Linked DNA regions of Mus musculus: region 1 is linked to region 2. A link is a contact called in public Hi-C data. All regions are on one chromosome and are shown on one strand. Each heading gives the region's core, a stretch centred on a gene start, on an enhancer-like site or on the middle of the called end of the contact. The rest is flanking DNA. Distances are from core to core; before and after follow the strand shown. Region 1 overlaps Hlcs (holocarboxylase synthetase (biotin- [propriony-Coenzyme A-carboxylase (ATP-hydrolysing)] ligase)). Region 2 overlaps Gm31175 (a long non-coding RNA gene).

The links. Hi-C and Micro-C count contacts between places; a contact is called where the count stands out from the background.
Region 1: a Hi-C map of the G1E-ER4 cell line shows a contact between it and region 2, with 5 times the contacts expected there. The contact joins two enhancer-like sites. A contact is called at or near these places in 5 of 39 promoter capture datasets (the C10 cell line, embryonic stem cells, hippocampal neurons and 1 more), 6 of 15 datasets of contacts at CTCF or cohesin (the NIH/3T3 cell line, embryonic stem cells, hippocampal excitatory neurons and 3 more), 239 of 484 Hi-C or Micro-C datasets (the 4T1 cell line, the 63-12 cell line, the AML12 cell line and 130 more), 28 of 115 datasets of contacts at active chromatin or transcription factors (CD4 T cells, the HPC-7 cell line, T-cell acute lymphoblastic leukemia and 23 more) and 3 of 9 other capture datasets (embryonic stem cells, embryonic tail and liver).

The regions. Positions count from the first base shown.
Region 1 is chr16:94,254,589-94,261,976 of GRCm38.p6, forward strand. The region is part of intron 5 of Hlcs (holocarboxylase synthetase (biotin- [propriony-Coenzyme A-carboxylase (ATP-hydrolysing)] ligase)); the gene reads right to left. Among named protein-coding and RNA genes, the nearest start is that of Hlcs, 32 kb to the right of the region's middle. Within about 2 kb of position 4,548, at least 10 of the 459 cell types and tissues checked have an H3K27ac peak or open chromatin away from gene starts, as enhancers often do. A contact at or near this core is called in the G1E-ER4 cell line, where this site is marked.
Region 2 is chr16:94,038,493-94,045,289 of GRCm38.p6, forward strand. All of the region lies in intron 5 of Gm31175 (a long non-coding RNA gene), which reads right to left. Among named protein-coding and RNA genes, the nearest start is that of 2410003I16Rik, 31 kb to the left of the region's middle. Within about 2 kb of position 2,204, at least 8 of the 459 cell types and tissues checked have an H3K27ac peak or open chromatin away from gene starts, as enhancers often do. A contact at or near this core is called in the G1E-ER4 cell line, where this site is marked.

The DNA.
Region 1 (7,388 bases), core at 3,298-5,797, 220 kb after region 2:
GTTAAAAGGGATTGTGTGGCCTTTACACGGGCATTGTACTTGATAACAGGAAGTCAGTCAAAATGAACAAAAAAAAAAAAAAATTCCAGTATTGGTGGGGAGAGAAAGAAGAAAAGAGAGAAAGGTATATGAAAGGCCCTTGAAAACATTCGCAGCTATAAAAGCTTTTAAATGTTGGCTTTAATCTGCCAGCTGCTCTGGGCTGTTCTGTAAAGCAGCCGCCACAAGACCTCAGCAGACGCACGCACACCAGGAGCCACCCAGTGCACCTGGGACCCCGACTTTCTCTCCGATTTGGATCTCCAAAGAAATATTTCTTTAACTGTATTTTAAAGTATTGCTAGAAGTTTGTCCCTTATTTAAGATTCAGAACTAGGCCTAAAGGCCACAGGAGGGAGGGGAGGGCTCCATGTCAAAACTGTGCTTAAAAAAAAAAAAAAAATCTGTCAGGTAGAGATTTTTTTTTTCTTAAATGGAATATTGAAATTTAAAAAGCAACAACACTAGGCACTTTAGGCTCCAAACAGCTAGTTCACAACCTGGGAAGACAGCTCGGCGAGCACAACACTGGCAGGGTGCAGTGGAGAGGCAGTAGCTCTAATGCAGGGGATGCAGCCAGGGGGTCCCTGGAGCTATTAGGCAGCTAGGCTAGCCGAAACATGGGGAGAGCCATGTTCAGGGAGAGACCCTGTCTCCCAACAACAACAACATTACCATTGCATAGAGAAGTGATTGCAGACAGACAGATCTCGGTCAGTCCCTGGCTGCCCCACACGCTTGCCAGGTTAATGCAGCCATACTTGCATATATCACCCCGCAACACAGTTTTGTTTTTAAATACTAAGAAGAAAGAACCCAACTTTCAGGCTGAGGACACAGCTCGGTAATACAATAGTGAGGCCCTGGGTTTGATTCCCACCTAAGTAAATAAGTAAATGAAAGCTCAGGTTCCCCATGCCAGGGATGGACGGATGGATGGACGGGCAGGCAGGCAGGCAGGCAGGCAGGCAGGCAGGCAGGCAGGCACCTCATCCTGCCTATTGGGGAGTCCAGATGAGACCATGAAGCACATTAAGAAGACGCGGTTAGCCAAAAAGCATGTCATCAAGATAAGAAATGACTGTGTCTCCCAAACTGCCCCAGCACCTGGCCCACCCTCATTAGCTCCCAAATATTTGCTGAATGAAGTGGCCAGTGCAGACAGAAGGGAGGTCCCGCATGGAATGACTTAGTCTACATTCTGTCATAAAGCAACAAGACCAGAAGAGAAGCTTGCAGTTCGTGACAGCTATGTGTTAAAACACCACACTAAACACCTTCAATGTGAGCAATTGAAAATGAATTTTCAGGAAGGGATTCCCTGGGCAGAAAGGCCACACTAAGGGCTTTCTGATACATCTACAAATATAAAAAACGATTCTCACCAACAACAGCCAATCACCAACAGGAGCTGGGGTCTGAGGAAGGGAATAGAGTTTCTTTGTTTATGATCTTGGGTTGAATCAAAATGGAATATTGTAACCCTTTTCTGTCTTTAAGCATGTACTGATTCATGCCACGACTCCCACAGCACCGACATCACACACACACACACACACACACACACACACCACCAGCACCACCACCACAATCATGACTCTACCCAGCTGCTTTATCAACAAACTCAGTTGTCGCTTCTTGTTATGGTTACATCTTGATCCCAAGGGCAAGTAACTGGACGCCCTCAAAGAGCTCCTGCCAAGCAGGAGTCCAGCGGGAGTCTCCCAGGTCACCTACACATCACTGCGCCCAGCCTCGTGCACACCTAAGAAAGCAAAACAAAAACAAAAACAAAACAAAACAAACAAACAAAAAAATGTGTGTGTGCTCCCTAACTGAGTGGGAAGCCAGGCCGGGGGAAATCTGCAAACAGCCTGGGTTCCTCACAGCAATGGCAGTTCCCCTTGCTAGAGGTGGGGGGTTCCTCAGAGAAGTGGCAGCCCCCCTGGCTAGAGGTGGGGGTTCCTCAAAGCAATGGCAGCTTCCCTTGCTAGAGGTGGGGGTTCCTCAGAGCAATGGCAGCCCCCCTGGCTAGAGGTGAGGCGTCCATGCTCTTCTGCATCCTCTGGCCACCCGGGAAACATCAACATGTCACACGGACAGGGATGGTATGAGATGGAAGGTGGGGGTGGCTCTAAATCCCAGCTGGCCTAGCCGTTCCACAGGAGCCGCCAGAGACTCCAGTGTGTCCTCCTCCTTGTTGCCCTCCCTCGGACAGAGATTAGAAGGCAGGGGAACAAGACAGTTTTCACTGAAAAAAGAAGTCTGCTTTTATTTATAAAATTATTATCTTTTTACATAAAATAAATGTTTAAGTTTTCCTACACAACATCACAGAAATGGGTTCCTTCTCTGTTTTTTCCTTACAAAATGTGTGTCTCCCACGGCATACCCCACAGTGATGCTGCATTCCTGCCAACACTTCTACTGGATGGAGGGCTGACAGGAAGGCCACCATGTAATGCTAGCCCATAATGTATCTTACATCAAGCGTTCGGCCCGTCAGCCTGACCTTCGCTGGCCCCTGTATGGGTTTATTCATGGAGAAGTAGTGCGGAGGGTTCTGGGTCACCCCAGCAGGAACAGGGCTCCAGTCGTGACTAGTCCAGCAACGCCTTCTGCTCACACGGGTGAGCACCAGTGAGGCACCCACACACCAACCCTGGAGCTCACTAGTAAGCCGGGCAGCCATGACTGTGACATGCCACTCACAGGAGTCAAACAGCCCACTGGCAACGCTACACCCCCTAAACCAGCGGTTCCCAACCCTCCCAATGCTGCGACCCTTTAGTATAGTTCCTCATGCTCTGGTGACCCCCAACCATAAAATTATCTCAATGCCGCTTTATAACTGAAGTTTTGCTACTGTCATGAATCAAAATATAAATATCTGATATGGAGGATATTTGCTACCCAGATTGAGGATGACTGCTCCCAATAATTAAGTCAGATGTCAAATTTCAACCAAGTGTCAGAGTCCAAACAATCAGGTTTTAAGTACATGTGAGAGGCTTCCAAAGTTGATGACACACTAGCTTGTTTTTTTACTTATTAATAACTAGCTTGGCTCAATATGAAAGTAACATACATCTATCATAGACAATTTTGAAAAATATAAAGAAAACTTTGAAGTGTTATTAAATTACATTAAGCTTACCACCAGAATGTGTATGTATGTATGTATGTATATATATATATATATATGTATATGTATATGTATATGTATATGTATATATATATACACACACACATATATATGCATTTGTACATGTGTGTATGTTTGTATATAAGTGTGTTTGTGTGTGTATATGTGTTTGTGTATGTATATGTTTGTTTGTGCATGTATGTATATGTATATGTATGTGTATGTGTATACATGTACACGTGCATATGTGTATGTGTATACACGTGTATGTTTTTGTGTGTACATGTGTGTGCATGTGCTTGTGTGTGCATGTGTGTATACGTATGTGTATACACGTGTATATGTTTTTGTGTGTACATGTGTGTGCATGTGCTTGTGTGTGCATGTGTGTATACGTATGTGTATTGTGTGTGCGTATACATGTGCATATGTCTACACACCGTGGCTCTTCCAGTCTTCTTTTAGTGGACCCAGGTACACAGCATGCGGTGTTGTTGGTTTTCAATATACTGGCCTCAGCTGCAGGCCTGACCTTCCACCTGTCCCTGGGAGGATGGATCAGATGTAAAGACCCATGTCGGAAGGAAGGCAGCGTGGCAAGGGAGCCGCCCCTCAGCAGAGCCCTGCTTTGCCCTGCCTTCCCAGTGGTCTCACCAGTCACCATGGTGGGGCTTTACTAAGGTGGTCCAATGCAGGTCTTGGTGTTCAGGTAGGAAGGGAATTCTCAGCAAATAGCGGACACCAAGGGTCCCCAGTTTCTCTTTGTATCACGGTGGGTGACACAGAAACATGGGGTGGAGGGGATGTCATAAATCTTGCGAGCTTCTTGCCGTCAAGAGCAGCGTCAGGGCTCAACGCTGAGTAAACACAGCTGCTCCTCAGTGGAGGTATTTAGATAATTTCTCTATTTATTTTGTTCTTTCACGTCTTGTACTAGAACGGGACTTAATATTGAATAAATGTTGAATGAATGGATGGATTTTATGAACTGTGGCATTGAAATGACTTCTACAGACCCAAAAGAAAGTGCCACCAATATAGTAGAAAATGTCCAAATTACACTATGTGACACTGATATATGGAGAATAAATTAAATTTCTGAACAGTTACAGTTAGAGGGGGTTTGTAACTCAAGTTGCCTAGCTCAGCAGCGACATCATGTGGTGAGAGCGTGGGTTTCCATGAGCAGAGAGCTTTACAGGAAGCAGGAAGTCTGCACAAACTCCTAAGGCATGCGGCAGGTCCAATGGATGGGAAAGGCCAGGATCCTCCTCCTGTACCTTTCATCCAAGAGAGGTCAATGAGACCTACTGTGCACAGATGCAGGAAGAGAGGTCAGTGAGACCTACTGTGCACAGATGTATGAAGAGAGGTCAGTGAGACCTACTGTGCACAGATGCAGGAAGAGAGGTCAGTGAGACCTACTGTGCACAGATGCAGGAAGGAAAATCAAATTGCCTCTTGGGTTTATAAACTGAGCTGCACAGGAACTTGAAGTGGCAGCCTCAGCATCGGGACAAGGGCAGGGCGAATCTTCTGTCTGCCCCCCGCCCTCCGCCCAAAAAAACCCACCTCTTACTGTTTCTATTTTCAAATAGTTTGGAGAACTTTTGCTCCAAGAAAACACAACACTTGATCAGTACTAGAAAAGGAAAAAACCCTGACCTCTGATCAGAGCGTTGAGAAATAACATCAACAAAGACACACCACGGTCACATGTGTGCTCAGTGCCCTGAATTCTCAACGTGAAACAGAAGTCAGTAAGAATGAAGCAGCCAGGAGGAATGACCATCCTCAGAGCTGACCTCAAGTCCATGAGGGAGACCGGGACCCGGAAAGAATCTCAAAACTATTCTTGCCAAGACTACATGTGTATGCTAGACAGAGCAAACATTGGCTTTCCCCTTTGACAAGAACTTCATCCCGTGGATCGTAAGTGGGTAAGCTAGCATTCCTCCAGCCAGCAAATGCCACCCCCACTGCCACTGGCTGCCACTGGACATTTTAAAGAGTCGAATTCACTCTATCTGCGTGTCTGCACACACATGTGTGCAAGTGAGTGTACATGTGTGTGGACACGTGTAGAACATGTGTGTGGTCACGTGTAGAAGCCACACGTCCTCTCATTTGTTCACCGCTGTATGTACCGAGGCGGGGTCTCTTGCTGAGCCCAGAGCTAGACAATCTGGCTCGTCAGCTTGCAGAGAGGCCCACCTCCACTCCCCACAGGCTGCAACTGCAGGCAGGCTGCTGTACCTATCCAGCTTTTTATGCAGATGTTGAGGGCACCAAGTAAGGCCCCATTGCGAAGACATCCAGAGCTTGTCCACAGTGTGTCCTCCTCAGTGCAAGAGCTGAGAGACTAAATACCCATTGCTCTTCAGGCAAAAAACTGCAGCTTAGGTATTTTAGCTGTACATGTTCTACCTAAAGAGTAGAACCTTCCCAGGAAAAGAAAACCCAAGGCTATCTTTCCTCTTCATTTCTCTGCTGTGGTCAAAAGGCCTACAGTCAGGCCTGGGAAAAGGGCAAGCAGACCAGGGGCAAGCCAGCCAGCGTTGCCCTCTGACCACTCAGGCTGCAAGCTTGCAGGGATCACACACTTAACCCCATCTCCAGTTCAATCCTCAATGCTCAGGAGAGGAAGGAAGGAGAGGGCCTAGGAGGCTGACGGTCATATTCCACTGAAGACAGGTGGCCTTGGCCCACACGGACAAGAACCTAAAGCTCTGAGGACTGCTGGCTCTACTTGGTAATTTTATGCCATAAATCACAGTCATAAGTTTTGCCATATGAACTGAACATGAAACAGCAATGAGTAACTTGGAGTTGGAATTCCTATGATGAAGACACAAACAAAAGCCATATGATTAATGCATTAGAAATGGTGCGAACTGCGGAGCCGGGCTTGGTGGCTCACATCTGCTGAGGCAGGAAGATCCCTGCAGGCTTAAAGGTGGCCCCTGCTACAGAGTGTGTTCCAGGCCGGTGTGGGCCAGTGAAAACTTGCCTCAAAAAAAAAAAAATGTTTAGAAATTAGATAATGAAATGTAATAAAAGAATGGTTTTTAAAGGACAAAAGAGCATCCTGTGTTGATATTAATTTTTCAATTGGAAGCATTTCCTTCCATTTCTTAGCCTAGATTCCGGGAACTTATTAAGCACATCATGTTTTCTTAACCCAATACACCTCTTAACAATCCAACCATCGCTGCATTAACTCGCTGCATTATCGTTTAAACTGCAGTGCTTACACAAGTCTCCCATGCTGCCTCCTTTGGTCCTCACACAATCCTCTCGGATCGTCATCTGTCTCTCTCTCCGTCAGTACGGTGCACCCACACAATGCCAAGCTCTGATCCACACAAACCAAGCTCGCCCAGGGGCAGCAACCAACCCAGAAGGCAGCGTCTCCCCTTTCCACAGTGCAGGCATGAAGGGTGGATTTTGCTCTTTTCAAGCGAAGCAGGTGGGTTCGGTGTGTGGCATCCCCTGGCCACCGAGCTTTTGCTGTATGTTAACATCACTAACCCCACAGACTGGCCTGCTGCTGGCTGAGAACTGAAAGAGCTCTGCAAAATCATTTGTCACTATGAATAAGAAATTGACAGCATGTCACCACGACGGGATTAGTAGGAACACACACCTGGAGAATCTGGCAGGCTGCCCAAAACCAGGTATCCCTCACAGACCAGCGATGAATACAGGTGGGAGGTGGACTCCGGAAACACTGCCAACACTTCCGTTTTCCTTTTAGACACGAGTGGCAAACATAACACCTAAAGCCTTCTAGACATCAGCACACAGAAGTAGTGATTTCCCGCCTACTGAGGAAAACCCAGATCAAAACAACTGGTTTCGATCCCAACTGATGGCAGAATCCACATCAGTCATGCTCAGGGAACTGGTTCCTGCGCCCCTTCCCACCGACGCCAAAAGCCAGAATCTCAAGTCTTATACAGAACAGCGCAGCATTGGCACATGGTCTCTGCATGTCCTCCTATAGACTTTAAGCAATCTCTAGGAGGCTAGAAACACGTCCTATGTTGCAAACGCTGTGTGAATACTTGCTACGCTGTACTGGGTATTGCTCAGGTAACGACAAGAAAAATAGTCCGTGCATGTTCAGGAGAGGCAGGATTTTTTTTTTTTTAGCATGTGTGTGATGTGTGTGTGTGTGTGTGTGTGTGCTGTGTTGTATGTG
Region 2 (6,797 bases), core at 954-3,453:
CAAGGGCGTGGGGGCTTCTCGAACAGGGTAGAATTTGGTGCAGTTCTACTGCCAATCCTTTCTGTATTTTACCCACACCTCTAAACAGCTGCTGTGGGAAGCGTGTACTGCTGACATTGGTGGTCCAGGGCCAACTATCTGGTAAATCTCGGCAGAAAGTTCAATTATGGCTGCCATGCAGTTGAAGACAGGAATCTGGAAGATGGCTGGAGCTGTGTCAGGGACAAGGAGTGGGAGTGGAATTTTGAGCTTGGCTATCCATCACTGGTTGCTGAGAATTGGGTCTGTAGCCAGAAGGACCGCTGTCTAACAAGGGAAGTGATCAGGAACTCTGGCGGCAGGAAGGGGTAGAGGATTGTGCCGGCATTGGTATCCCAGAATCCCTTAGAGCATCAAACCTGCAGTCATCAGAAGAGACTGAGTCTGCCGGAGCAAACACGGGGTCTCTGGTGCCACTGAACAAGGGTCTGAGCGAGGATGTGTGTTTGACTCACTCCACGACCCAGTACAGCGGCTCTGCTTGGGCTCTTTGAGACAACGTCAAGGTTTCTGAAGATGACTTCCAGCGCCTTGTCCAGCATGCTTGCTGTCAGTCTCCGTGTGTCCCTCATGCAGAAATGCTGAGGTTTGAGTCCCCAGTGGGGAAATGACCATATTTGGACAAAATGGCTATGGCGTTTTTTTATAGTGAGATCATACTCAAGTGGGATGACTCCAGAGCCGATGTGACTGGTGGCTTTATAAGAAAAGAAGAACCAGGAGCTAATAGTCAAGGCAGGAGGCTTCCCTGGGTTCCGGGTGACGTCACCAGTGTCACCAGCACAAGGTGGTCTGTTATGGGAGATAGGTAAAGTGAAGAATGGGAGTGTTTGCACTCAGCACGAGGGGGTCGTCGGCAAGCATTCCGTTCCTTTATCAGCCAGTATTGCTTGCCCTGGCTAACACAGAACACCAGGCTCTGGCAGAGAGACGGCTCAGCAAGGCAAGTTGTTTGCCAGCCAGTAACATAGGCCCTGACATCCAACTAAAAAGTGTCCTGTGCTTGTAACGTCTGCACTAAAGACATGGGAGCAGGTGGGTCCTTCTTCCCTCCCCCTCCCCCTCCCACCCAGCTCCCTCCCTTTCTCTGCCTCCTGTGATTATTTTCTTCCAAGAGGGATTGAAGCACCCTCACCGGGGCCTTTCTGCTTTTTATACTTCTTACTGCCTGTGGATTGTATCCTAGGTTTTCTGTACTTTTTGGCTGATATCCACTTATCAGTGAGTGCACACCATGCATGTCCTTTTAGGTCTGGGTTACCTCACCCAGGATGATATTTTCTATTTCATGTCTTTAATCTCGGGAGGCAGAAGCAGGCGGATCTCTGAGTTCAAGGCCAGCCTTGGTCTACAGAGCGAGTCCCAGCACAGCTAGGGCTACACACAGAAACCCTGTCTCCAAAAAACAAAAACAAAATTTAAAAATCCAAATTTAAAACTAAGAATTCAATGCCAGCCTGAAGGTTACTTGAGACTCTGTCAAAGGTGGTGGGGGATGGCAAAATTCAATTTGTTCTCATGATAAAAACTCTCAACGCATTCAGGACAGAAGAAGGATGACGGGCCATAACAGGGAGGAGATTATGCATAGCAGGCTGGCCATATAAAGCCAACTGGCTAGGTTCTGTCAAAGGAAGTGGGGCTGTGGGGCAAATCCTCCCTAGTCCCCAGCCCATGCTCCCAGCCCACACTCACAGCCCCAGTCTCCCTTTTTATTCTTTAAGTGGGGAACTGATTTGCTTTTGGGCATGTTTCTCTTCATTTTTAGTGGATGCATACCTATTGTGAGAACCTACAAGAGCAATGATCAGTCAGGGTGCTTATCACCTCAGATAGTCACTGTTGCGTTTATGTTCTTTCTTTTGAGTTCTTTGGGAATATCCAACTGATAGCGTCAACCCTTGGTATCTTACACACTTCTGCAATGACTGCAAAGGATTCTCATGGCTGATGAAGCGCGAAAGCATCACTGAAGACCTTCAGCCTGAGACCCAGAATGCCCAGGAACCTGAGCTCCCGTCCAAAGGTTTCAGGTCACAGTCGCAGCACATGGGACAAACTGCCCGCCTGCCCACTCTCCCTCCCTCCCCGGCACTGTGTGTGGCTGCAGAGCATCTCATAAGCAGGGACGTGGCTGCGCATAGCTGTCGAAAATGTTGAAGATGAGAGATGTTTACCAAAATAAGAGCTGAAATTAGCGTTTCCAGATGGCAGAGCGCCGGTGTCTAACAACTGGGGCAGCAGACTCCCGCGTTCACGGGACTCATTTCAATAATCCTTCTAACAATGCCAGGAACTCTCTGGGCAGACTGGCTTTCAGGAAAGCCGGTCAATGAAAGGAGGGAGGAAAAAATTCCAAGGGAGAGATCCGAGTCAAAAAAGAAAAGACACTAAGAGGAAAACAAATGTCCAAGTGTGCCTCGTAAGTCCCCCCAATCTATAGGGATTTGTAACTCAGGAAAGGAATGAAACACACATCAGAAAGTGACAGAGAGCCATAATCCACATTCCTAAATAAGGTGTCTTTTCCGGTAATGAAAATGGAGTCGGACTGTAAATATACAGTATCCCCCCACCCCCGCCCGGCCCCAATCTTTCAGCCTCTTTCATTGCTTTCTTAAAATATTACCAAGCAAACAAATCCCACGTTCTAATCCATTACAACCCAGCCCCATATCTAATCAACTTGAAGCCGGGCCATATGGGGGCAGCGCAAACATTTTTTTTTTTTTAAAGTCAGTCTGAGATAAACAAAACAGGAAGTTGGAGGTGGGTGACCAGGAATGTGATACCCGACGGTAACCTGAGCAGCCAAGTCTCTAAAACCTTCCTGTATCATAAAACAGAACTTCTTGGGGGTGGGGTTCACTCTCCCCCTGCCCCCCCCACTGCAGTCCATCAGCTGTAGGAGTCAGTACCAATCACCATCCCGCGCTCTCTCGCCCCCACTGTCTGCACTGTGTGCTGGACTTCAGGATCCTGGGCACCAGGCGCTGCCACCTGCTCCCCGAAGCCTGTGTGGTCCAGCCTGCAGCTGAGCTGCTGGGAACCCAGATGCTTCCCTAGCGCCTGTGCCGGAGGAACTCTGTCTGTGTAGCGCATTGTCCCAACCCTGGCACTGTTGATAGTTTGAGAGGATGGTCTTCACCAGCGTTGTAGAATGAGCGCACCCTGTCCATACAGAAGCATGTTCAACCGTCCAGTAGCACCGTCCCTGGCCATGACCAGTGACAATCTCTGGATATTGCCAGCTAGCCTGCAGAGGGAGGAGAGGCAAAAACTCATCTCCACCTGAGAATGCCTTTCTTTCTCTTGTGTGTGTGTGTGTGTGTGTGTGTGTGTGTGTGTGTGTGCGCATGTGCGTGTGTGTACAGCATACGTGTATATGGTGTGAATGCAGTATTTACATTTGCATGTGTGTGCGTGTGTGTGTGTGTGTACAGCATAAGTGTATATGGTATGAATGCAGTATTTATATTTGTGTGTGTGTGCTCGAGTGCATGCATGTATATGCGTGTGTGTGTGTGTGTGTGTGTGTGTACAGCATACGTGTATATGGTGTGAATGCAGTATTTACATTTGCATGTGTGTGTGTGCGTGTGTGTGTGTACAGCATAAGTGTATATGGTATGAATGCAGTATTTACATTTGTGTGTGTGTGCTCGAGTGCATGCATGTATATGTGTGTGTGTGTGTGTGTGCTCGAGTGCATGCATGTATGTGTGTGTGTGTGTGTGTGCGTGCTGCTGAAGACTGACATCAGGCATCTTCCTTGGTTTCTCTATCTCTGTTTTATATACTGAGTCGGGATCTCTCACTTGAACCCAGATCAGATTCAACCAGTCTCACTAGCCTGCTTGCTCAGGAATCCCGTCTCTGCCTCCCACACATTGGAATTACAGGTACTTGTGCTGTATGGGTGCTGGGGATGTGAACTCCAGTCCTCACACTTGTACGGCGGGTACTTATGCGAAAGCCGTCTCCTCAAAGCCAGTTGAGAACTTCGACTTAGAAGAAACCTCTGCTGAAAAGAGCTCAAATCTTCCCAGGCCCAAACTGTCTCTAAGTGGATGCTCAGAAGGGAAATGGGAAGACCTAAATTAACATAAACCACATTGTCCCCAAATCTAAGATTGGCTTCTTTGCCCACAGTAGAGAACTGAATCCACACCTATCTGTTAGCAAGCAGAGAACAGACAGTGGCCCCACCAAAGGACCAGTTGCTTGAAGTTCCAGAGAGAGGCAAGATGCATCTGGGGCTCACAGCAAAGATGGAGGGGCCAGGAAGCTAAAGTGACTCCTACAGGCCACCCAGCCAACAGAGGTTTGTCCTGAACACCCCACCTGCACCTTGGCATCCTGGTCCCCAACCTGACCTTGCCTTAGGTGCCCATCCTGCATCCTGAGCCACAAGACCAAGATCCCAGTCACTAACCCTGACTTTAACATAGCAAAGGCTCGTGATATTTCCATTCCCTGAAGAGAGTAGGTCTTTCCTAGGGCTCTCAACATCTTGTTGTGGTTTGAATGTGAAGGGTCTCCACAGGTTCATACACTTGAACATTTGGTCTCCAGCTGGTGGCCCTGTTGCTGTTTGGGAAAGTTATGGAACCCTTAGGAGGAGGAGTCTCAGACAAAGTAAGTCACTGGGACTGATCTTGATGTTTATATCGTTCTCTTCCTCCTCCTCCCCTCCTCCTCCTCCTCCTCCTCCTCCTTCCTCTTCCTCTTCTCCTCCTCCTCCTTCTTCTCTCTCCTTTCCCCTCCCCCTCCCCTCCCCCTCCTCCTCCCCCTTCCTCCCCCTCCCCCTTCCTCTCTTCTGCTCCTCACCCTTGCAGGTAGTTGAGATAAAATCAGGCAGCTTCCTACTCTTCCCATTCCTCCCTTTTGTCTTCCCCACAATGATGGATGCTGTCCATCTGGAATTGTAGCCAAAATATACCCTTTCTTGCCGAACCTACTTTATGTGTCTTCCCCAAATGGTGGACGCTGTCCATCTAGAACTCCAGTCAGAATAAGTTCTTTCTTCCCTAACCTGCTGTATGGTGGGGTCCTTCATCAGAAGAGTCGAATGGTAACTGACACTTAGAACTTCTGTAGCCAAAAGATTTCATCTCTGGTGGCCAAATGGCAGGATAGAAGGTATACTCATTAAGGACAAAAGAGTTGTCTAGGTATCCTTCACAGTGGTTTGGCCACACGTTTTTTCTGGGGTCTCTTAGGTCAGAGCATCAGTAAACAAGGCATATTATTTGTCCTGTCCTTACCAGCCTGTGGCCTTGCTAGAACTCTCTGGAACTATGGGTGGCTGAGACAGGATCTGAAATCTGGAGGCAATCTAGAGTTCTCACCAGGCCTTTCCTGTCCCTCATACACTGGTGGCAGTATCCACAGGAGGCTGGCCCTTGGTCCTGGTCCTACAGGATATGCTTCCCCTTCTGGGGCCTCAGGTCATCTGGAGACAGTATCTTTGCTAGATAATGACAATGAAGGAACCTTGGCTGGAGACCAGGAAGGCCCCTCCCAGAGCTAACAAGCCTGGCACATGCTAGGGCTTGTGGTGTAGGGCTAAGGGTTTCTGGGTTGGACTCAGCACTTGTCTCTTTGCCCTTTCTGGACTAGATATGTGTAAGTAGGCTTCGCTGAACCTCAGGCCACTCCCTGCTCAGCAACTGGCCTGCAGGTCTTAGTGAGCTGCCTCCTGAGTCTGTAGTCATTGTACAAACCTGTTAGCCTGTCCCCAAGATGCTCTGGCCTAGGAGCTATGGCCACCTCTGTCCCATATAATGGAGCCATCACAGTTGAGCCTGGGGTATAGCTATTCTTGCTACTCTGAGGCATCCAAAGTGCCTGCCTTGCCTGGGCCAGTCACCTCTGTCCATTCCTGACATTTGGGTCTCAGGATGCGACGGCTAATCTTTGTTTTTACACCAGTGGCAGAGTGCTTGCCTAGTTTATACACTTCAGGTCCTGAGTTCAAGACTTGGCACCACAGATAAATGTCCTTTGTCTGACTATGGTTTTGAGCTGTCTGCCAATGACAAAGAACGGGGCATGTGGGGGAATGTGTCTGCTCTACACGGTGATGTTTTTAGACTGGGTCCCACGGGAGATCCAGAGGCTGGCACGGACTCCTGGAGTCTCCAGAGGATCTAGGGACCTAGCCAGTCTGGGCTGCCTCAGTATGTCCCTTCACTGCTTTCAAAGTGGCAGCAATTTCAGTGCCGTTGCCAGTCACATCTCCCCATCCCCCCACACACATGGATGTGAGCTGCTTACATAGCAAATGCCATGCCTGGAAAAAAAAAAAACAGAAAAATGTTGATTAAACTAAGCAGAAAGCAGCAGACATTCCTCTGTCTGCATTTACAAAGCACCCAGCAAGTGCCATGATCTGGCCCCTGCCCTCCTAGGAAGGAGGTGAGCTGCGAAGGGAGTTACATGTTGTATTTCCTTTCTTTCTCCCTAATGGTTGCAGAGTCTTGGGATCAGAGCTGAGACTCGATGAAGATTTAAATTTTTGAATATGAGTGTGAACCAGACAGAGAGTGTTGCATGCTAGCTCCTGACACGTTCAGAAACATTCAAGAGCAAGTCGCCATCTCCAACACTCCATTAGGGAGGGGAAAACACCTAGTTGTCCTCTTGGGGGAGCCAATGTGTATTGGTTTTCAGTGTTTCCAGCTAGTGAACAAACACCTCCAACTCATTCCACCCATGAACCATCTGTCTCCATCCCTAACGCACATTTATGTTTC